Regions from separate parts of the Callithrix jacchus genome. Here region 2 is linked to region 1. A link is a contact called in public Hi-C data. All regions are on one chromosome and are shown on one strand. Each heading gives the region's core, a stretch centred on a gene start, on an enhancer-like site or on the middle of the called end of the contact. The rest is flanking DNA. Distances are from core to core; before and after follow the strand shown.

Region 1 (4,922 bases), core at 1,351-3,850:
AAAAGTGTTTCAAGGATACAAAAAATGTGACATTTCAGGTGCTCCCTGACATGGCCCCAGCCTCCTCTCTGATGACAGTACATCCTGCCGCCTCCCAATATGCATGCTTCATCACAGCCCAGTGCATTCACTGCTTCCTTCCCACCTCCATGTCTCCTCTGGGGTTCTGTATAATCCCACCTTCTCAGTGGAACTCTCCCTGGATCTCTCCCATTGGAATTAATTTCTCCTTTCACTGAGTTCCTGCATTTCTTATCACACTTGACATGTTCCACTTGGTAAAGTAACTATTTATCTAGGTGACTTAGCTGGGCTTAGACAGGCAACACCAGTGAAGGAGTCTAAGCAGGAGAATTAAGGGTCAGATTTATGTCTGAATGTTGTTCTGTTTTCTTATACAAAGAGGTTGGCAAGGGAGATTTGACAGAATCAGAAAGAGTCTTCTTGACTCTAGGGGAGAAAATGAAAATAGATGAGGAAACTCTGCAATATTTTGGAGTGCTAAGGGGCTATGCAAGTCTATTCTTTTCTGCCTCTGGCCTCCCAATTCTTTCTCTAAGGATACTTTTCAGTTCAACAATCTTCTTCTTTCCTCTGACGCTTTACCTATTTTGTGTGTGTGTGTGTATGTGTGCGTATGTGTGTTTGGATGTATGCGTGTGTGTATATGGATGTGCATTGTGTGTGTGTGTATGCATGAGTTTTTGTGTATACATGCATATATGAATGTGTGTATCTGTGTTTGCACGTGTAGGTGTGTATGCATGTGTTTATGTGTGTATGCATGTGTGCACACACATGTGTGTGCATGTGTATGCATGCGTGTGCATGCATGTGCGTGTATGCATATGTGTGTGCATGCATGTGTGTATGCATATGTGTGTGCATGCATGTGTGTGTATGCATATGTGTGTGCATGCATGTGTGTGTATGCATATGTGTGTGCATGCATGCATGTGTGTTTGGTTTTATGCTGATCTGCTGTTGTTGTCATCATTGCTGCCAGTATTCCGGATGCAGATGCAGAGAAAGAGAAACTACGAGTGACAACAGGATATGGTAATCAAATGAATAGTGTTGGAGATTGGATACTGATAAAGGAAGTTGATCTCTTCTTGGCTTCCTGAATGTCAAAAGTGGTGGGAACCTGTGAGCAGGTGACTGAGGGGGCAGATCTATCTCCTGACCTTGATAGCTTTAAGAACAGGAGAATCTCCCTACCCACTCAATATTTGCATCTATTTATAACAGGCAAGAGTCATTTCAAAGCAAGGCAAGGGCATTGCCAGGATGACCTTTGGAGGGCCCTTTTGGGATGAATCATCTGCGACATTGCCTTTTTAGCCACAATGGGTAGGGAGTATGTATTGTTATTTTAAGCACATGAAAACTGAGAATGCTACATAAATTCACATTATTGAGCAAGAGCGGTTATGGTGACCCTGAATATTTTCACATTTACCCTTGTAATTCCCCTGTTCCTTCCCTGTTTTGACTTATTTGAAATAATGGTCTCCTCTAGGAGTGGTGATATTTCATGTTGTGAGGAGTTGTCTAGAGGTAGGACCCTGAGTCCAGAGGAACATGGAGAAGAGGGGAGGAGGTAAGGGCACTTGGCTTCTTTCTGGACTTCGTGAGGACTGTGAGTTCTAGAGAGAACATTTTGGCCTTGTAAAAAAATAAAACCCAACGCAGACATGTGGCAGCTCCCAACTGAACCCCCATCCCCTAGAGGGCTACTGATCGAATGAACAGAGACCCCAATTCTCTTTAAAACAGCCAGAAAAACAAGTTCATATGTATTAACTAAAAATAAGTCAGTTAACACAGAACTTACTGACTTTGTGATGCTGAGGCCTGAGTTATATGACGCAGGTTAGTTTCATTTGTGTGTATTCTATGGAGAGGGGAGCCATGACGGCAGAGGCATGGTCTAAAGCATGTGGAATATGACTGGAAAGACACTTGCGGATAGTTTTCCACCAAGAGAGAAAACTGGCCTCCAGAGAAGTTGAACAACTTGTCCAGGGGCACAGGGAGTATTAGGAGTGAAACTGGCCTGGAAGCTGGGAGACCAGACTCTAGTGAGCCTTTATGGATCATCCTAAACTGTAGTTTATCTTATGTTCAAAACGGTTTTAAGAATTTCCTGAGTCTATAACTTAACTTCTAGATTCCAGATGCTCTCTCTCTGTCTATATATACATATATGCACCCACACACAGAGACAATAAAACATACAACACACACACACAGACAATAAAACATAACAATATACACACACATACAATATTACTAAGAGAGAGAGAGAAAATAGTCCAAACTTGAAATTACTTATAGATAAGGCAGTAAACTCCCAGGCTCAAGGTGGTCTTCAGAGTACAAGGGGGAGCAAAGAATCACCCTGAAGATTGTATGGAAAGGAGAAAGGTGCCTGGGGACCTTACCATCTTGAAAACCACAGATAAAATAGCTTCCAGAAAGAGAAGTTTGCACCTGCTTGAGAAATAGCTGCAACAATTCAGAGGCCAGGTAGACTGAGGGCGCTGCTCCAGGACGGGAATGAAAGGGAAAGTTTGGCTGCCTGTGGGGCTGGGCTGGCCTGGGGAAAGGGCACCAGTTCTAGAGGAGAGGGGCCGTGTGGCATCAGGGCTTCAGAGGTGTCTTAGCGAGGGGAAGAACGAAGGAAGAGTGTCCTGCCAAGCAAAAGTAAATCTCAAAGCTCGGAAGATACACCAACCCCTCCCCCACAAAAGCTGCCGTCAGTAAGAAACTGCACTTTCCCATGTTGACAGAAGAGGGTGCCCTTGAACTAAGAAACATGGTCAGTCATCCAAACGCCATGACTGCGCCTACCTCCAACTGTGTATTTAAACATCTAAAAACGGACAGAAAATGGCAGACGACACTCATGCAAAGCCAATAACAACAACAAAAAAACCCCCACAAGAATTAAAACATTCCAGCAGATGAAAATTCTTCTACATAAATCAAAAGGAGGCAGAAGGAAACTTTAACATAACACCTACACCTAAAACAAGCATTTGAAAGTAGCAGACAAAAACCTTAAATCATAAGTTCTAAGTTTTATAAAGAAATAGGCCAAAAATCCCTATTATTTTGTAAAAAACCCTATTTTCAGGAAAATGTGAAATAAGAATTGAGTGAACTCAGGAAAGATAGGGGAAGAAAAGACAAAATCACATTAAAAATAAAGGTCAAATTATAAATGCCCATGGAATAAGAGATTTAACTGAAAATATGAAACAGGAAAGCCGTGAAAAAAGGCAAGGGAATAAAAATAAAATAAGGAACAAAGCAAAAGAGATCTGAGAGAAAATAATCAATGGAAGAAAGCCATTCCAATGGAAAACCACTAGTATTTAAAACTATAAACTAAGAGGAATGTCTGAAATTAACAGAAGACTTGAATCTGCATCTTTAAAGGCTCCTCAGTGTATCTAGAAAAATCAGCTTGGAATGGTGACGTCCAAGACATATACTAGGAAAATACTATAATTTAAAGATAAAGAAAAACAGTTTCTACATTTCCAGGCAAAAAATATCAAATCACTTACATGGGAAAGAAAATCAGACCAGACTTCTCATATAAAGTAAGAGAACAGCACGGTCACATTTTCTGGAAACGAAAGGAAGTGTAGAATAGGTTCATGTAGATGAGCTAAGCTTCAAGTATCAAGCTGTTTTCTATGTGCAAAACCCCAGAGAACACTGCAATCACTATCCAACTTTAATTGCCCTATTATAGAATAAGCATCATTTAACCAAGAGAGGACCCAGACTGGAGGAACTCTGGAGAATGGACTGAGTGTGAGCATTGGATATATTTCAATGTAAATCTGTAACTACAATAAGGAGAGTCATGGGTGGAAGAATAGTACAACTGTTATATGCCCTGACAAGACGGAAGTGATATATTGTTGCATAAACAATAGGTGGGAATGAAGAATATCATTTGAAGCAAATAAAAAATAAGCAGCAGGGTAAATATGAGAAAAGAGACGAAGGGCATTATAATAGGTAGTAGCAAAAAGGTAAGTACTACAATGAAGATATTAATCTTCCCAGATATCAAAAAATAAATAAATCACACTGAGAAAGAAAAATTATATATACAGTTTGACACAGAATATAAGGCGAGACCATGTACATCAGTCATATTACTAAATTATATTTATTATAATTTATTAATAAGCTTATTAATAAATTACATAACTCCACAATTAAAAATATTTTCAATTTGACTCATACAGCCAAACTCAATTCTATAAGATAAATTTGAGACATACTTATAATAAAGTGATTCAGAAAGGCTAAGAATAAAGAGGTATTCCAGACAAATGGAAACCATAAAATAAAGACACTCAAATCTAATCAACATAATTCATAAGGTGGACATTGTAGATGTATATCAAACCTCCACTCTTGTTAATATTGGGAATATCCTCTCTTCTTATGCACAAACAGAATGTTCACAGAAATTGAGCTCATATTGAGTAACTGTCTTTCTCTAGGCTGCTATAGCAGAATATCAGAGACTGGGTAGCTTAGAAACAACCAAAATTGAATTCTCACAGTTCTGGAGACTAATAAGTCAAGGATCAAGGTGCCAGCAGATGTGGTGTCTGCTGAAGGCCCACCTCCCTGTACATAGGCAGCACCTTCTTGCTCTGTCCTCACATAGTGACAGGGACTAGTTAGCTCTTGGGGTCTCTGTTATAAGGGCACTAATCCCATTTGATGGCCTGATTGCCTCCCAGAGGCCCCACCTCCTGATGCCAGCACCTTGGGAATTAGGATCTCAATATACATATTTTAGGGGGACATAGGCATTCAGCCCATTGTGGTCACAAAGAAAGTTTTTGAGTGAGTTCCATGAAGTTGGAATTAATGAGAAAATT
Region 2 (4,922 bases), core at 682-3,181, 210 kb before region 1:
GCAATGGCCTGACATTACATTTGGTCAAAGCAAGTCATAGATCAATCCTGCAAAGTCACATGTTGAGGGCATGGATACAAGGGAGAGTGAAAAAGGGTGACCACTTTTATAACTTACCACGTGGGGGTCAGATTTTGACCTGATTTCCAAGGCTCTTTCTAATGAGTTGAGCTGCTTAGCCATGGGACAGATGCACTTGCTGGCATGGGCCTTCTGTAGAGGAAAGGCTACCTCTCAGGTGATCAGAATGGGATCACCGGGCTGCCAAAAGCTCTTCTGATTCCAAGTGTTTATTTACCAGGAAATTATTTTTGCCTACCCAGAGTCTAAGATTTTCATAATTAGAGAATAGGAAAATTGAAATAATTTCCCAAATCCTTGACTGTCCCAGTCATGGCCAAATGTCCTGATCCCCCAGCCCCTGCCACCACTGCTGACAGAGGAGGCAGCCTCCTCTCACTTCCATTCACCCATGTTGCACCCCACAGTCCTGGCCTTGCCCACGTCTGCCTCTGATCACACACCTGCCTGTCTGTGCTTCATGTCTTGTCAGGGGTAGAGAGCAGAAGACAAAGGATAAAGCATGCCCCCAAAGACAAAGGTTGCTGGACAGCAAATTTATATTGCAGTCTCTAAAGAATGATGTGCCTTGGAGAGAAAAAAGGGACAGCACCTGCATATTTTTCAGAGAAATGCACATGTGCAGAGAGTGGAAAATTAAAGAAGCTTAACACCCCAAACCAAAGTTGGTTCTAAAGGAGGGAGATGTAAACTTGAACTTCAGAGCTGGAGCCAAGACAGGAAGTGGGCTTGGCCTGCATGAGGTGCATACGCTGCATGGAAAACCACCCTACGTCCGGCTCCCTGTCTTCCTAATTTCCCTCAGATTCCAGCCTCTGCTGACCCTGGGAACAATGCAGCTCTGTGCTGAGACTGTGCCTTTTGTAATGGCCTGGGAGAGGAAGAAAGGAGAAGCTGGTCTGGGCGTCTGCATGTGTGAATCACCCACGTCACATGGCCAGGCCGGCTGCAGTGGCTCCCTGGGTCTGCACAGGGCACACAGGGACCGTGGCCTGAGCCCACGCCTGGAGATTGGTCAGCCAGCTGCAGAGTGCCCCACTCTGAACAGCACAGCCAGGGAGAGGATGGAGAAGGGGGAAGGTCTGATGCCACGAGGGCCTTTGAGGACATTCCTGGTTGCCATGGGCAGCCTCTGGTCCCTGAGTGTTCCCTGCCAATCCCAGATCATTTGTGGAGACTGAATCTGATGTTTGTGAAAGTCATAGACTTTTCGGTTCATCACTGAGACCCTCAGGACCCTGGCTTGTCCCTTGATTCAGGCAGGACATATCTTCTTCAGTGTGGGGGCTTCTCCAAGGACTGAAATATATCCAGAGTATGGAGAAACCTCCTTCTTCTTGAGAAGAGAGGGTACAGGGAGATAGGAAGGAGCCAAACTTCTAAATACTGGTTTTAGAGTCAGAAGCAAGAGACACTAAGGCCGGCTCCTCGGAGGGCAGGTTGGCAGGTGGTGGGCGTCAGGACAAGAGGAATATTCGGGCCAGGCACTGAGAAAAGCCTGTGCTGCTTGAAGACAGAGCAGATTGCTGAGGGTGGGTGCAGCCCCCCATCCCTGTTTCCAGCTGGAGAGGGCTTGCACGGCGTGGAGGAAGGGGACTCGATCTGTGACCCTGGGCAGTCGCAATTAACCTGACCGAGGCCAGCCGTGGTGCCTTCTCACAGTCGCCCTGCAGAGGGCAGTGTGGTACTATGGGCAGGACTTTGCTGCCTCATCAGCTTTTCTTTCCACCTGGCCTCCCTCCTAATCTTTTAAAATCAAAGCTACTTAGACACAACCTGAGCGCTGCTTCAATGACATGGATTTAGCCTGGTGCTCTGGGCCCCCTTTGCGGAGGGAAGCCCCCCAGGCTTGGATGTGTTCAGAGAGCTCACCTAACACTCCCCTCTGCTGGCTTCTAGAGCCTCGGGGACAATGGCTAAAAGTGGCTGTGTAGATGGGCAGAATTTGGTTGTATATATGCAGAGCCTTAGGATTTTCAAAACACATATTCATCTGCTTCTTGAACCCATTCCAAGAGGCAGATGGGAGGCTCCATTCTATAAGAGGGAACTGCAACCCAAAGAGAGGGGAAGAGACACAGCTCATGGGGCCGCAGCTGATTTGAGGCAGAGACATGTGGGGGACCCGGGTCTTCTAACCCTCAGTCCAGTGCTCACTCTACCCCTTGTGAAGCCTGGGAAATGCAATCGGTGTTACTTCCCGCCACCAGCAGACCTCCCCCTCTTTGTGGGTCCGTTTTCTCCCAGATGAAGGGAGTGAAGATGCCTTAGCTACTCCTAGATCCTTGAGCCACTCTGCCAACTGTATGAACTTCGGAAAGTCCACTCGCTGGGATTAGCTTTTCCCATCAGGACAATAAAGTTATTGGATCAGTTGGTCTTGAAGGTGGCTTGGAACCTTGACCTTTCCTGGTTCCATGTTTGAGCTCTGTCCTCAGTTACAAGTTAGTTGGTCGAATTGAAGAATAGAACTTTGCAGGGTGGTGGGGTGGTGACTGATGAGAGCTCCAGCTATGAATCTCATCAGACTCTGTGCATTCAGCTGGTTGTTCTCATGTGGAGGGTGCAGCTTTGTTCCCCAGGGCTTGAGAGAGTCAGATGAAGCCACGTGAGGGCATCCTGCATGCTGACAAATGGCATAGACAGTGGTATAAGTCAGTGGGAGTGACAGTCAGCAACTGTGACCCCCCCAGAGCTCCACACCAAGAAGTTCCTTGTTGGATGCTGGGGAGACAGTGCACTCCTCCAGGGCTGTGCTCCCTGCTCTGTCTCTCTAGTAGCCATTTATAGCCCCGGCACTTAGGAGTTGGCACATGCTCTGTTTCTGTGCTGGTCACCTCAGCAGGTCTGCTCTTCTGCAGGAGGAGGGCATAGGAAAAAGAAAGAGCCAAACCCTTCAAGGCACATGCAGGGTCACACTTACAAGATATACTTTGGATGTGTGGGATGGGGAGGAGTGGAAGGACAGAGAGACACGGATAGAGCTTGGAAGTCAGCATTCCTTTTTGACATCACCAACTACCATTCATTGAGGGCTAAGCATGTGCTAGGTACTATGTACCCACAAGTGGGTAAAACTATTAATAGTCTCATTTTACAGATGATGACATTGAGGCCCAGAGACACTGTATAACTGGTCCAAGATTGCACAGCTCAGCAGAGGTAGAGTTGTGATGGCTGAGTGCACACCCTTAGTCCCTCCTCTGGGCTCTACCCATCTCCCTGGGATTGGATTATCATCTCTATTATCTCACAATAAATTAGGACACACCACCTTGAAAGTATGACTATGCTTATGAGTAAACTGAGGAAGATCATCTGCCATCTGGACTGTTCCTGGAAATCTGGGAGATGATCTGTTTGTCTGTCTGTCTATCTATTGATCTGTCATTTCTGGGTCTTCTCCAGGCATCCCACCAAGCAGGAAGTTGGCTATGATTTCCTCATCCGTACTCTTACATGTTCTTCCAAAGAGTCCTGCAGAGTAGGGAGGGCTGGCGGTGCATTCCTGAGATGAGAAAGTGGAGACCTGGCAAAGGCCAGTGATTTGCTCAAGGCCCCAGAGCTGGTTGGTGACTGGTCTGGAACAAGAACCCAGGTTTCCTGACTCCTGGTCATAGTGTCCCATTCACCATGAGAAGGTTTCTGGGAAGAGAGATCTGACTTGGCCAGTGAGAGCCTGGGGATGCTGGCTTCCCAGCTATGGTGCTTTGAGTTCCTGGGGTTTCTGTGCTAATCTGTGCCTGAAGGCCCAGCCCTGCCAGGATCAGCCCAGGATTTGAGTCCTAATGCATGTTCAGATGAGAGATTTTGTGGGATTCATCCTACATTCACGGCCTGGTGTGGGTAGCCAGGGGCTTTCCCATAGAAACCGCAGTTATGCACTGTGTCAGGGCTAACTGTCCAGGGGGAGTGCAAAGCTTTGTGCTAGAAACCAGAGCTTCTCACCAAGCCATTGCTGCAGCCCTGCTGTCCTGGGGCAGCTGGAGACAGGGAGGGCCTATGGCAGGGAGACTCTGGGGAAAACTTAATGCATATAAATGGGGTTTCATACCACACAGGCATAGAGTAGCTTAGATTCCTGAGAAACCATCCCACCCATTCTGGGTCACCTTTACTGGAGGTAGGGACCTAGACACATGATTTTTGGAGAATTTTTTCTACTTATTTCTTCCTCCCCCTAGTTCTGCTTTTCTGCTTAAAAAACTGCCATAGTTACATGCCTGTTAGGTAAAACGTCAACTCTACCCTGACAATAAGGCTACCTTCTTAGCTCATCTCTGCTATTCTTTTCCTCTGGCCCTGTCCTTTCTCTTTCCTAACCCTATTGAACCATTGTGTAATCTTGTGTAAGTCACCTGTGTTACAGCCTGTCGTTGCTAGACAGAGCATAGATTGTCAACAGAGATGAATTTGGATCTCAGCAGGCAGCCTCCAGCCTGATGTGTGGACCTGGTCAAATCGCTCAATCTTTCTGAACCTTGATTTATTTTTCTATAAAATGGGAGTAATGACATCTAACTCTCCTAGGTGTTATGGAGGTCTGGGGGGACCTATAAGTTCCTAGAGAAGCAGAGGAATGAGGAAGTTTGTTGAATGAGGAGGAGCGAATCTGCTGAATGTGGAGGAGACGAGATTCTTGAGCTTGACTTTAGTCACCAGGTAATTGAGTTCCTGCAATGTGATGTGTGAATCTGTGGATTAGCAGATGTGGCTTTGGGACATGTGTGGTCCATGCCTATCCTGGAATGTGAGTTTGAAGGCATGGTGATGATGGCAGTTGCTGTAAATGTGTGGGATAAAAGGAGGTATCTGACAAGCTTCCCCGGAATCGGGTACCC

Evidence for each region. A called contact is a pair of places that touch in the nucleus more often than the background predicts.
Region 2: a contact with region 1 is called in a Hi-C map of skeletal muscle, with 7 times the contacts expected there. The contact joins two enhancer-like sites. A contact is called at or near these places in 2 of 3 Hi-C or Micro-C datasets (induced pluripotent stem cells and skeletal muscle).

The regions. Positions count from the first base shown.
Region 1 is chr6:139,299,584-139,304,505 of calJac240_pri, reverse strand. No RefSeq gene overlaps it. Among named protein-coding and RNA genes, the nearest start is that of TNS1, 540 kb to the left of the region's middle. Within about 2 kb of position 2,600, at least 7 of the 16 cell types and tissues checked have an H3K27ac peak or open chromatin away from gene starts, as enhancers often do. A contact at or near this core is called in skeletal muscle, where this site is marked.
Region 2 is chr6:139,513,275-139,518,196 of calJac240_pri, reverse strand. All of the region lies in intron 1 of LOC103793942 (a long non-coding RNA gene), which reads left to right. Among named protein-coding and RNA genes, the nearest start is that of TNS1, 330 kb to the left of the region's middle. Within about 2 kb of position 1,931, at least 4 of the 16 cell types and tissues checked have an H3K27ac peak or open chromatin away from gene starts, as enhancers often do. A contact at or near this core is called in skeletal muscle, where this site is marked.